3 separate regions of the Mus musculus genome follow, and regions 1 and 2 are each linked to region 3. The links are chromatin contacts, called in public promoter capture Hi-C maps. All regions are on one chromosome and are shown on one strand. The core of a region is the stretch at or near the end of the contact, and the rest is flanking DNA. Distances in the headings are between cores, read along the strand shown.

Region 1 (3,677 bases), core at 19-2,518, 790 kb after region 3:
GTCATGAATGTCTTTCCAGAAATATTTGAGGAAAGCCATGCTGAGCATGAACAAGGCTTCAATGTAAAGGGGACAGGAGTCACTTCAGTGACTATTATAAGTCCAGCTTTATAGCTCCATACAGTTAAAAAGAATGTGGTGTGCTTAGTCTCCTAGTAAATTGGGTAATCACTTAATGAATATAGTTAATGAGAACAGTAATAAAAATTAACCTGTGTGGATATTCCCTCTATTCCCAAAGCCAGCGATTTCTTTCCTTGAAAGGTATAAAAGTGTATTCAATGAAAAGTACAGAAGGCTAAATGCTGAAGTGTTCCAATGAGAGACGGTGGGGAGGAACAGACCTGGGCTTCACCTTTCTGTACAGCATAAGGGGCTGACTCTTCAATTAGTCTGAACATTAAGAAAGCGTTAAGCAGCAGCTTTCAGAGGAGTGTTACATTAACCGGGTGCGAGGAATGACAAACTTTAATACCAGAAACCTGCTGTATTTCTGAACGCTGCTGTCTGGAGAGAACAGACTACACCAGTCAATTGCATTCAGGAAATAAATTGTCTTAACTCACTGATAGTCCTCCACTAGACGAGCAAGTCCAGGGGACAGAAAAGAAGCTGGGTACCCGAAGTACCGCACCCGGCCACAGCCAAGATCCTCTTGGGGTGCGGAAGGAGGTCGCCAGGGGACCAAGGGGTCGCCTTGGGCTCCAGAGCAGCCACGTGGGCGGTGCCCCACGCTCGGAAGCTTGTGCTGACGTGTCCGAGAGGACACGCGGACAAGAGAGACGGCGGACCCCAACCTCTCCGCTGTCCCCCTCCAACACCTGCCTTTCAGACAACCAGACACCTGGAGGATCCCTAACGCCCTCAACCTCCCCGCCCCTCCCCAGGGATCCCCGATCGCCTCAGGCATCCCGCGTGAGGTTCGCCGGCTCCTCCCTCCGCTCACCTGCACGCCTAGGTGCGCAAGCCGCGACTCCAGTTCTGGCTCCAGGGCCAGAACGAAAGAGCTGGCTCGTGATGTGGAGCCGCCGCCCGGGTGTACCAGGACCACCTCAGCCGTCACCTTGGCTAGGTGGCTGCTCAGGTCCACCGTGCGCTTCACGTCCTCGTTGACCAGCGGCGGAGCCTCCGAGGAGGCGCTGCCGGGCGTCGGGGCCAAGGCCCCGAGACATAGCAGCAGCAGCAACAGCAAGGCGACCGGCGACTCCATGACCGCGAGCTGAGCGCCACCGACACGCGCCCCGCCCCCCCGCCACGGCGCAACCGCTGATTGGCCAACAGCACCACAAGATGGCTGGGCCCGGTCAGAAAGGACCCCGTCTCCAGGGCAACCGGGCGATCGTGGGGCGCCTGATTGAAAATCTTAAAGTGCAGGCGTACTTCTTGGGGCGCTTAATAGCCGTATTCACCCCTGATTTCCTTATATCCTGTCTGTTTCCTTCATGCTTATGCAAAATAACTCTGGCCTCTCAGCTCAAAAACAGTATACTATAGCTTAGTCTAAGGAACTAACTTTGCCTTCTCTATAGTGATACGAATGCTAAGTGGGCAAAAGTTTAAAGGAAAATGGGAAATTTCCAGAAACTCAAGTCTCTCCTCTAATATTTAGTTCAACCATTAATGTGAGTGATGGCAGAAACCTTAAGCAACTAACCAAGGTTGATGATATTAACCTCAGATACCTGTTGACATTTATCACAGTTGTAGGAGTCCAAGGCGAAGTCACTGGCAGGACTAGCTGTCTGGTGAGGGCTGCTATTTACTACCAAGGTGGCACTTTGACATTGCATGCCTTCTAAGGAAGGCATTGCATATCGTCATATGACAGAAAGGCAGGAAAGGGTCTCTCTGAGGCAAGCCCTTTTACAAAGGCATCTTGCAGATGGATTCCTCTAGTGCTATCATCTCCCAAAGTCACACTGAAGAATTAATGACCAAAAACAATGAACTTCAAGTGAGCAGAGAAACTGTAGTCAGTGTACTGATACACCTGACAAGAAAGCCAGCTTAGTGACGAAAACATCCAATGGCATTTTTTGGGCCTTGAAACCATATATATATATATATATATATATATATATATATATACATATATACATATATATATGTATGTATATATGTATATATATATATATGAAAAAATCTACAGATAAAACTTTGCTCCCCTAAAGTTCCCTTTTTTCAACCCTATAAAATCTCCAAGCCCCCTGCACAATGGTTGTGTACAGTCTCCACTCCCCAAATGAGAATGCGTCCCAATGTTGTTGCTTGAAGGATGTAATTCGAAGGTAAATTTTGGGAGGAGATGGAAATATTCAAACATTGATACCAGCCAATGAGAAGAGAGAATGGAGGGCTGGCCATGCTCCTCCCTACAAAGCAGAAGTCAGGAAATTAGCACCTGCAGGCCAACAATCTATCTGTGTCTATAAAGTTTTATTGGAACATAGCTACGTTCATTTGTCCGTAGCTTATGATTGCTTTCACAGTACAACAGTAACAGTAGTGTAGTTGCAAACCAGACTATATGGCCCAGAAAACAAAACTACTTACTGTTTGCACGCGAGTACATACATTATGTATGCAGAGACAGCTTAGTGGTTAGGAGGATTTGCTGCTCTCTCAAAGGACTTGAATTCTTCCGGTTCCCAGGCTCACAACTGCCTGTCAGGCAAGGATCTGATGCCCTCTAACCTCCACAAACATCCATACACAGATGTTCTTCCTTCTGTTCCTCTCTGTCTCTGTCTTTATCTGTCTCTCTGTATCTCTTTCTCTCTCACATACACACACATAAATATAAATTTAAAAATAAATCTTTTTTTAATGCTATCTGGTTGTAGTAGTGGTACATGCCTGTAATGCTTCAGTATTTAGGAGGCTAAGGAAAGAATAAAGAATAAAGAACATAAAATACTTTGCCTTAATGTAACAACAACAATAGAAAGTCTGACCACACTATTAACACATTCACCAGGGCAAAGCTCTGCAGAGGATAGCAGGGGCAATATAGTAGCCATTTAAAATAACACTCCAACATCAGAGACAATTTTTCTTCAACTCTTCCAAAATTAAAAATTATAGAGTTAGGTGACTGGAAAGGAGGCTTAGCAGTTAAGTCCTCTCTTGGATACTCTAGTAGAGGACCAGGGTTCAATTCCCAGGACCTGCATGGCTTCTCACAACACTAAGTCTGGTTCCAGTGGATCTAAAACTGCCTTCTGTACTCCACTCACACTTCAAGGATGTGGTGCATGGACACTTATGCAGGCAGAACACTCAGACACATAAAATAAATAGATGTTTAAAAATAACAAAGTCATTATTGAGAGTGTTAAGAGGGTAACTAGGGAGATAGCTCAGCCAGTAAAATTCTTGCCACTTAAGCACGAAAATCTGAGTTTGATCCCCAGAACTCATGGAAAAAAAAAAAAAGCCAAGGACAGTGATGCAGCCTTGCAATCCCAGCACTGGGGAGGTAGACACGGGGAGTTTGCTCTCCAGCCTAGCCTGCTTGGAGAACGTCAGGCCGGTGAGAGATCCTGTCTTGAAAACAACGTAGACAGCTCCCGAGGAATGACACCTAAAATTGTTCTCTGTTTTCTATCCGCACACATGTATACACACATGCACAAAGGGAGGTGTGAAGAAAGATTGAGAACAGCGCTTGCCTAGCA
Region 2 (3,255 bases), core at 257-2,756, 690 kb before region 3:
GATTCGCATTCTTCTACATGTTAACAACCAGTTGTGCCAGCACCATTTGTTGAAAATGCTGTCTTTCTTCCACTTGATGGTTTTTAGCTCCCTTGTCAAAGATCAAGTGACCATAGGTGTGTGGGTCCATTTCTGGGTCTTCAATTCTATTCCATTGGTCTACTTGTCTGTCACTATACCAGTACCATGCCGTTTTTATCACAATTGCTCTGTAGTAAAGCTTTAGGTCAGGCATGGTGATTCCACCAGAGGTTCTTTTATCCTTGAGAAGAGTCTTTGCTATCCTAGGTTTTTTGTTATTCCAGATGAATTTGCAGATTGCTCTTTCTAATTTGTTGAAGAATTGAGTTGGAATTTTGATGGAGATTGCATTGAATCTGTAGATTAATTTTGGCAAGATAGCCATTTTTACAATGTTGATCCTGCCAATCCATGAGCATGGGAGATCTTTCCATCTTCTGAGATCTTCTTTAATTTCTTTCTTCAGAGACTTTTAAGTTCTTATCATACAGATCTTTCACCTCCTTAGTTAGAGTCACGCCAAGATATTTTATATTATTTGTGACTATTGAGAAGGGTGTTGTTTCAAAATGGGCTGATTTTAAGGTATCTTTTAAGCATAGTGTTTTTTTTTCAACTTTACGTTAGATAGAACAAAGTTAGAAAACACCGTTAAAATTAAATCATTCCCTCACATGGTTGCTCAGTTGCAAGAGCCAAAGTCATCTAGATGCAGAGGTTTCAGCCACCATAGAAGACTACAAAGGAAGGTGTCATCATAAGAGAAGTCCCTAGCAACCCAATAGTTCCAGATAACTCTAGAAATAAAATAGGTTTAATAGAAAGTGCCACACCAGCATTAGGAATCTGTAGAAATGGATGCTCTTTCCAGTTACTGTAGCTAAATACCATAGATGAGATAATTTATGAAGAAGTCAATTTCTGTCTATAGTTCAAGGGGCTGGGAAGTCCAGAATCAAAGGGCAGCATATGGTCAGGGCTTTATTGCTGATGGGAACGGGGTAGAGCCCTGAGGCAGCATAGGACATCACACCGAGGACAGAACAAGTGTGAGAGCTGAAGGCTTTCCATCGTTTTGCAAAGTAAATGATGCCATCCATGGTGGGGAGCTTTCTAGTCCTAATTGCTACTAAAGACCTTGCCTCTTACTGTTGTTAGAGTGTAGTTAGACCATCTTGAGTTTTAGCGGGGCAAGCATTCAAACCATGGCAGGTTCCAAAAGAAACAGGATACAAGCATCTCTGCCTTCCTCTTGCAGATACATGGCAGAGGGTGATTACCCTCAGCCATCTCTGGCTTGTGGGTTAGGAGGTAGTCTCCGAGTGCTAACAAATGTGGGACATGTAATGGTGAACCTGAAGGGCAACACTCAGGTGGTTTGCTGCCAGCCCCACATTGAGGGTGCCCTGCTGCAGAACCTATGGTCGGAGCAGCCTCCTGTCATTTGGCTCTGCACACTGGTTGATTTGAGGTTATGCTCCTATCTGCCTCTAGAACTCTGCAGTCTGTCCATGGGGCATGTGTTTCCTTGGGGACACGCAGAGTGTGGTTTCCTGAGGAAGTATATTGATTGATGTGTGTGTGTGTGTGTGTGTGTGTGCCTGTGCCTGTCAGTCCTGGCAATCCTGGGTGCTGTTAATTGGCCTTTTTCCTCTGGTTCCATTGCAGACGTTAAAGTGCCCAGTGCAGAGAGTGGTGGTGGTCTGCAGTCCTCAGCAGTGAAGGAGGATCTTAAGAAGTAAGCCCAAGAGTCTGTATTCCCTTGCTGCCCCCAACCCCCAAAGCTGACTTCTTCCAGGTGTACACTGCCCCCTCCCCCAACACCCCTTCCTTCCCACAACTCCCTGGAGCACAATGCCTCATGTTTTTAATGTTGGCTTGTGTTGAAACAATGCCATGGTGGCTCTGGTCCGTTGGAAAGGGCACAAGGGAATTGGTTACCAGAGATGGATTCTTAAAAATCCATCCTTAAAATCCAGAATTGAGGAGGCAGGTTCTTGGAAGAATGAAGGAAGTGGAGCTTGCCTGATAAACTTCCCGCCAGCTCAGGCCATGATCTTGAGAACTCACAACTGTCATGAAACAGTACCATTTTCTCTGTCCCGAGGATGTGTAGAAAAGTGCCTAGGGCACAGAGGCCCCTTATGTTTAGGCCAGCTTTCTGATTTTTTGACCCATTAGTTGTTACCTAGAGAAATCACTGCAGGGGACGGTGTTCTTAATGGGGGCATAGTCAGGGGTAAGTACAGTGCCTGCCCTCTGTGCTCTTTATGCATGGGCTTCCTCATTGTCTTTGAGGAAACGGCCTCTGTATGGTCCCAAGGCCCAGTTTGCTGGGGGGTTTGCCCTCCAGCATGACAACCCTAGGTAAAGACTCATGGTCTCAAACGTTACCCTCCTGTATCCCAGTGGTATCTCCAGGAATGTACAACCTCCACATTCCCTTCAGTAACTTTTAGCAATTTTAAAGTAATACATGCTGATAAAAGATTTTTTAAAACTACATAAAATAAAAACAAATCCCCATAGACTCATTATCTCAGTGCAACTGCTGTGGCTCTTCTGGGTGTCTCTTGCACACAATGTCTTTACCTTAACTTGTTTATATTAACGACCTAGGCATTTTCATATCTTGCTGCTTTACTTTCTATTATAATTACTTTCCATCAGTTACACCTGCTTTCAAGCACGTTTATTGCTAATCAGATAGTTTGTTCATTCTCAGTTTTTAGATTCAACTTGTTACATATAAATTCAAGTTAGCACTGAAGCTGTGGTATAGCTTTTCATGATGCTGTGGCCTTTTCTCTACCATGACCTTGCTGCTTGCTGCTTGTGCTATTTTACTTCTATGAACAACACAGAGGGCATCTTAGTCCTCCTAGCTTTTATCTGCTGTGATACACTAGCAGAATGCCAGGATAGGTCAAAGGTTACGATTGTACTCCAGACAAAGTTAGATGTTTAAACCTCAAAAGTGCTGCTGTCTAAAACCTTCAGGCTCTCAGCCAAACAAGAATGCCATACCCCACCCTGCCTACTTGTTTGAAAGGATGGCTCACATGGGATTCAACCCTGCCAGAACACTCATTCTTTGCCTTTGGCTAGCTCTCCTGTTCCTGATCTGAGTTGTCCTAAATGTCATTGTCCCTTGTCTAGGGGGCTGTCACTGAAGCTTCCACTCAGGTGAAAGAATTGGCTTATGGTTTCCTATTCTGTTCTGGGCAGCCAAGG
Region 3 (3,189 bases), core at 434-2,933:
ACAGTAGGTCTCAGTAGCTCAGGATCCTCGAGGGTGAATCCTGTCAGGGCTGCCTTCTTGGTCTTCCATTCTGCAATATACAAACCTTATCGACATTTGCATTGAAAGTGCGGGGTGCGGAGATCAATTAAGAATGATTTTCTGCTGTTTGAACAGGTGAAAGACAACTGTCTTTCTTTAGAAGTTAGTCTGATCATATAATCAAACTCAAATCTCCATTTACACTATCTGAAAAGATGGTATGTCATAATAAGCCCTGAGAATTTTGTAGTCAATACAATTTGTTGTCTGTATATAGACATTTAAGTCCCAGAGCTGTCCCCAAGTATAGGGATCAGTGTATACATTACCCATCTTGTTGATCTTGCCAGTCTTCCTCTTCTTGTCTGTAGCCAAGATCTTCAGGGAGTCGCCCTCTGTCAAGTCTGATCCTTATTATTTCGGAAGGAGTCCAAAGCCTTTTCTTCTTTTTTAAAACACAAACCTAGAGTCTCTCTCCCAACACAGCATGCCTTTAAGTACAGACTGATTCAATCTAGTAGAAGACTAGGCACTGGGTTTCCTGGAGCTGGAGTTACAGACAGTAGCAAGTGTGGGTGCTGGGAACCAAATCTGGGTCCTCCAAGAGCCACAAACTCTGTGCGGAGCTGTCTCTCTAGCTCCCCTCCCCCACCAGACAATCTTATGTCGCTCAGACTGCCCTGGTCTTAACCTGAATCCCTTCTAGTGCGGTACAAATATTACAGGCGTGGGACAGTCACGCTTCAGTCAGTGTTTTCACTGTCACTTAAAGAAGTGAGACATCTTTCTATCTGAGAATTGCCACAGTTTCTCTCTGTATCTAGAATGGTTTCGCCAAAACCCAGCTTACCCAACATCCATGCATCCTATAAATGTCTCCATAGAAGGTCCCCTCTGCCTCCGTTTGTGCTTAACCTGCCTTCCTACACTTGTGGCTCTGGAACATGCTGAGGAATGTTCCTGCCCTCCTGACACTTAGGAAGAGCAATGCCTGTCGGATTTGCCATATTGGCACAAAAAGAAACTTGAAGTCAAGGAGAAGCGCTGGCTAGAGAGAAAGGTGACTCCCACAAGATGTCTGAAGACAAGGACAAATCTCCTCAGGCTGTGAAAGCCAACTGGAAATTGGGGGTCTAAACTACCCCTGGAAGCTGTAGTGGGTCAGAGGTTAAGAGCATGGACTGACCCAAGTTCAGTTCCCAGCACCCACATGGTGGCTCAACAACCATCAGTGGACTTCAAACACGCACGTGGTGCACATATGTACATGTAGGGAAAACATTCACACACATAAAATGAAAATAAACTACACCCGGCACAGAGTTCAGCTCTCTGCTCTTGCCCAGTCCCTTCACCAAAGCCTGGTCCTCTCCGGCCTTCAGGATCCCCAGGCCACGTGCCCCAACAGGTCCCTGCTGATCCTGGCCTCTGTCTCCTTCGCTGTAACTGGGGCCCGGTCTGCTGCACAAAAGGTTCGGGACCCGCTTCCCAGGGAGGTCCCCCCCCCCGGGTGGCGAAGTGCTCGAGGCCCGAGGTGCAGGTGCGAAGCCGGACTCCGCAATAGGGTCCCGCCCCCGATCCCTCCGCTGCATCGATTGGGCGGATGAGCGCGTGAGTGGCGGGTACGCAGGCCAACGGGGCGCACGCGCGCCGCCGCCTTCGCTTTGCGCGCCCCCGAGGCCGGCCCGGGCGCCGCGGCGCTGCGGCTGCGGGCGGCAACGCTGCACCATGGCCCGGCCGCTGCGGGCCGCCCGACTGCCGCCGCCGCTGCTGTTGCTGCTGGCCGCCGGTGAGTGGGGCCGGGCCAAGCCGCGAGGGCGCAGCGCGCCACGGGCCAGTGCTGGCAGCGCCGCAGAACAAAGGCTGTGGGGCGCGCGGGGTCGGCCGCGCGCGGGGAGGAGGCGGCGGCGCGGGGCCTGGCGCGGGGACCCCCCAGGCGCCCTGTCCTGGGCGCTGGATGCTCCGTGCCACGCGCGCGCTCGAGGACGGCGGCGGCGGGGCCGCTGCACCAGGGTGTCCGCGCCCCACCCCTCGCCAGGTGACAGGTGACAGGTGACCAGTCTGCGGCCAAGGAGCAGAGGGGCGTGTGCGTGTGTGCGCGCGAGGGTGTAGAGAAGCTCAGCAGGGAGGCGAGAGCGCACGGGTGACACCCTTGGAGAAATCGCATCGTAAAGGTCCGGCGGGTACCCAAAGCGCGTGGGCCGGGGATGCCGAGGGCCGAGAAAGAAAGAGCTGCGTGGCCGAGGTGGATGTTTACATGTGCGTGGAGCTTGCCTGGGAAGGCGTGTGCGTGTCGTTGTGAACGCGTGTCCTCGACTGCGCGGGGCAACTTTATTAGGAGCTGACAAAGGGGTAGGTCTGCGACAGCGACTGCCGCCATATGGGGCTGTGTGTGAGACTCGGGTACGTGGTTTTCATTCAGCAGTCACTCCGGATACCTCGTTAGTGTGGGCGTGTGACAGGTCGGGGCCTGAGGCAGGTAAGAAATATGTGTGTGAGGGAGAAAGAGACAGCTTCTCAGGGTAGACATGGGATTCAGGGGTGTGTGCGAGTGTAGGGGGCGGGCACAAAAGCTTGACAGGCTCAGAGGCAAGCCGCCACCACAGAAGGGGAGGGAGGAAGGCTGACTGCAAAGGTGGGTCAGACCAGGACATGGGAGAGCAGCTTTCTCAGGGAAGATCGGAGCTGGGACCCTGTCCTAAGGTGGGCCTGGGGCAGGAGCAGGGTGCTGGGCTGGGTGGGCTACAAGACTTGGTGAACGCGTGTCCTCGACTGCGTCGCTTCCCCTCCAGTGGAGACAGGCATGGGACTGGCCACTAGTGCTCAGGCAGTTACCCCACCAAAACCCACCCAGTGTAATGTATACAAATTCGAGGAGGCGTCTATGTGAAGTCAGGTGAAGACCTTGTTTGATATGAATAGGTGGTGGGCCCTTACTTTGAGACTGTCAATGATAGAACACCAGGAAAATGTCTGGAGAAGGGCGGAGGTGGGAGAACGCTGATTAGGGTTGTACTTAACTGTAATTCCAGCTCTTTGGAACCTAAGGGGCAGGAGGATTGGGAATCCAAGTCCAGTCTGGGCTGCAGAGCAAGACCCTGTCTCTAAATAAATAGATAGATAAATAAAACAAAAAGTCAGAGAGGTAACTGACCCCTCACACTGCTG

The links. Promoter capture Hi-C pulls out the DNA fragments that hold promoters and counts their contacts.
Region 1: a contact with region 3 is called in a promoter capture Hi-C map of embryonic stem cells, with 6 times the contacts expected there. The contact joins the promoter of Rpn1 here to the promoter of Podxl2 in region 3. A contact is called at or near these places in 12 of 39 promoter capture datasets (the 3T3-L1 cell line, the C10 cell line, the HPC-7 cell line and 7 more), 3 of 115 datasets of contacts at active chromatin or transcription factors (the SCID.adh cell line, embryonic hindbrain and stem cell-derived neural progenitor cells) and 2 of 9 other capture datasets (adipose tissue and embryonic stem cells).
Region 2: a contact with region 3 is called in a promoter capture Hi-C map of pre-B cells, with 3 times the contacts expected there. The contact joins the enhancer-like site here to the promoter of Podxl2 in region 3. A contact is called at or near these places in 5 of 39 promoter capture datasets (the 3T3-L1 cell line, the C10 cell line, cranial neural crest and 2 more) and 3 of 115 datasets of contacts at active chromatin or transcription factors (embryonic basal ganglia, embryonic forebrain and neural tube).

Annotation. Positions count from the first base shown.
Region 1 is chr6:88,082,064-88,085,740 of GRCm38.p6, reverse strand. It overlaps Rpn1 (ribophorin I), which reads right to left and starts at 1,268. Exons shown (of 10, transcript NM_133933.4): 1 at 947-1,268. The coding sequence starts at 1,210.
Region 2 is chr6:89,567,847-89,571,101 of GRCm38.p6, reverse strand. Chchd6 (coiled-coil-helix-coiled-coil-helix domain containing 6) reads left to right here. Exons shown (of 8, transcript NM_025351.3): 3 at 1,690-1,759. Among named protein-coding and RNA genes, the nearest start is that of Chchd6, 26 kb to the left of the region's middle. Within about 2 kb of position 1,506, at least 6 of the 459 cell types and tissues checked have an H3K27ac peak or open chromatin away from gene starts, as enhancers often do. A contact at or near this core is called in pre-B cells, where this site is marked.
Region 3 is chr6:88,873,540-88,876,728 of GRCm38.p6, reverse strand. It overlaps Podxl2 (podocalyxin-like 2), which reads left to right and starts at 1,683. Exons shown (of 8, transcript NM_001347327.2): 1 at 1,683-1,810. The coding sequence starts at 1,750.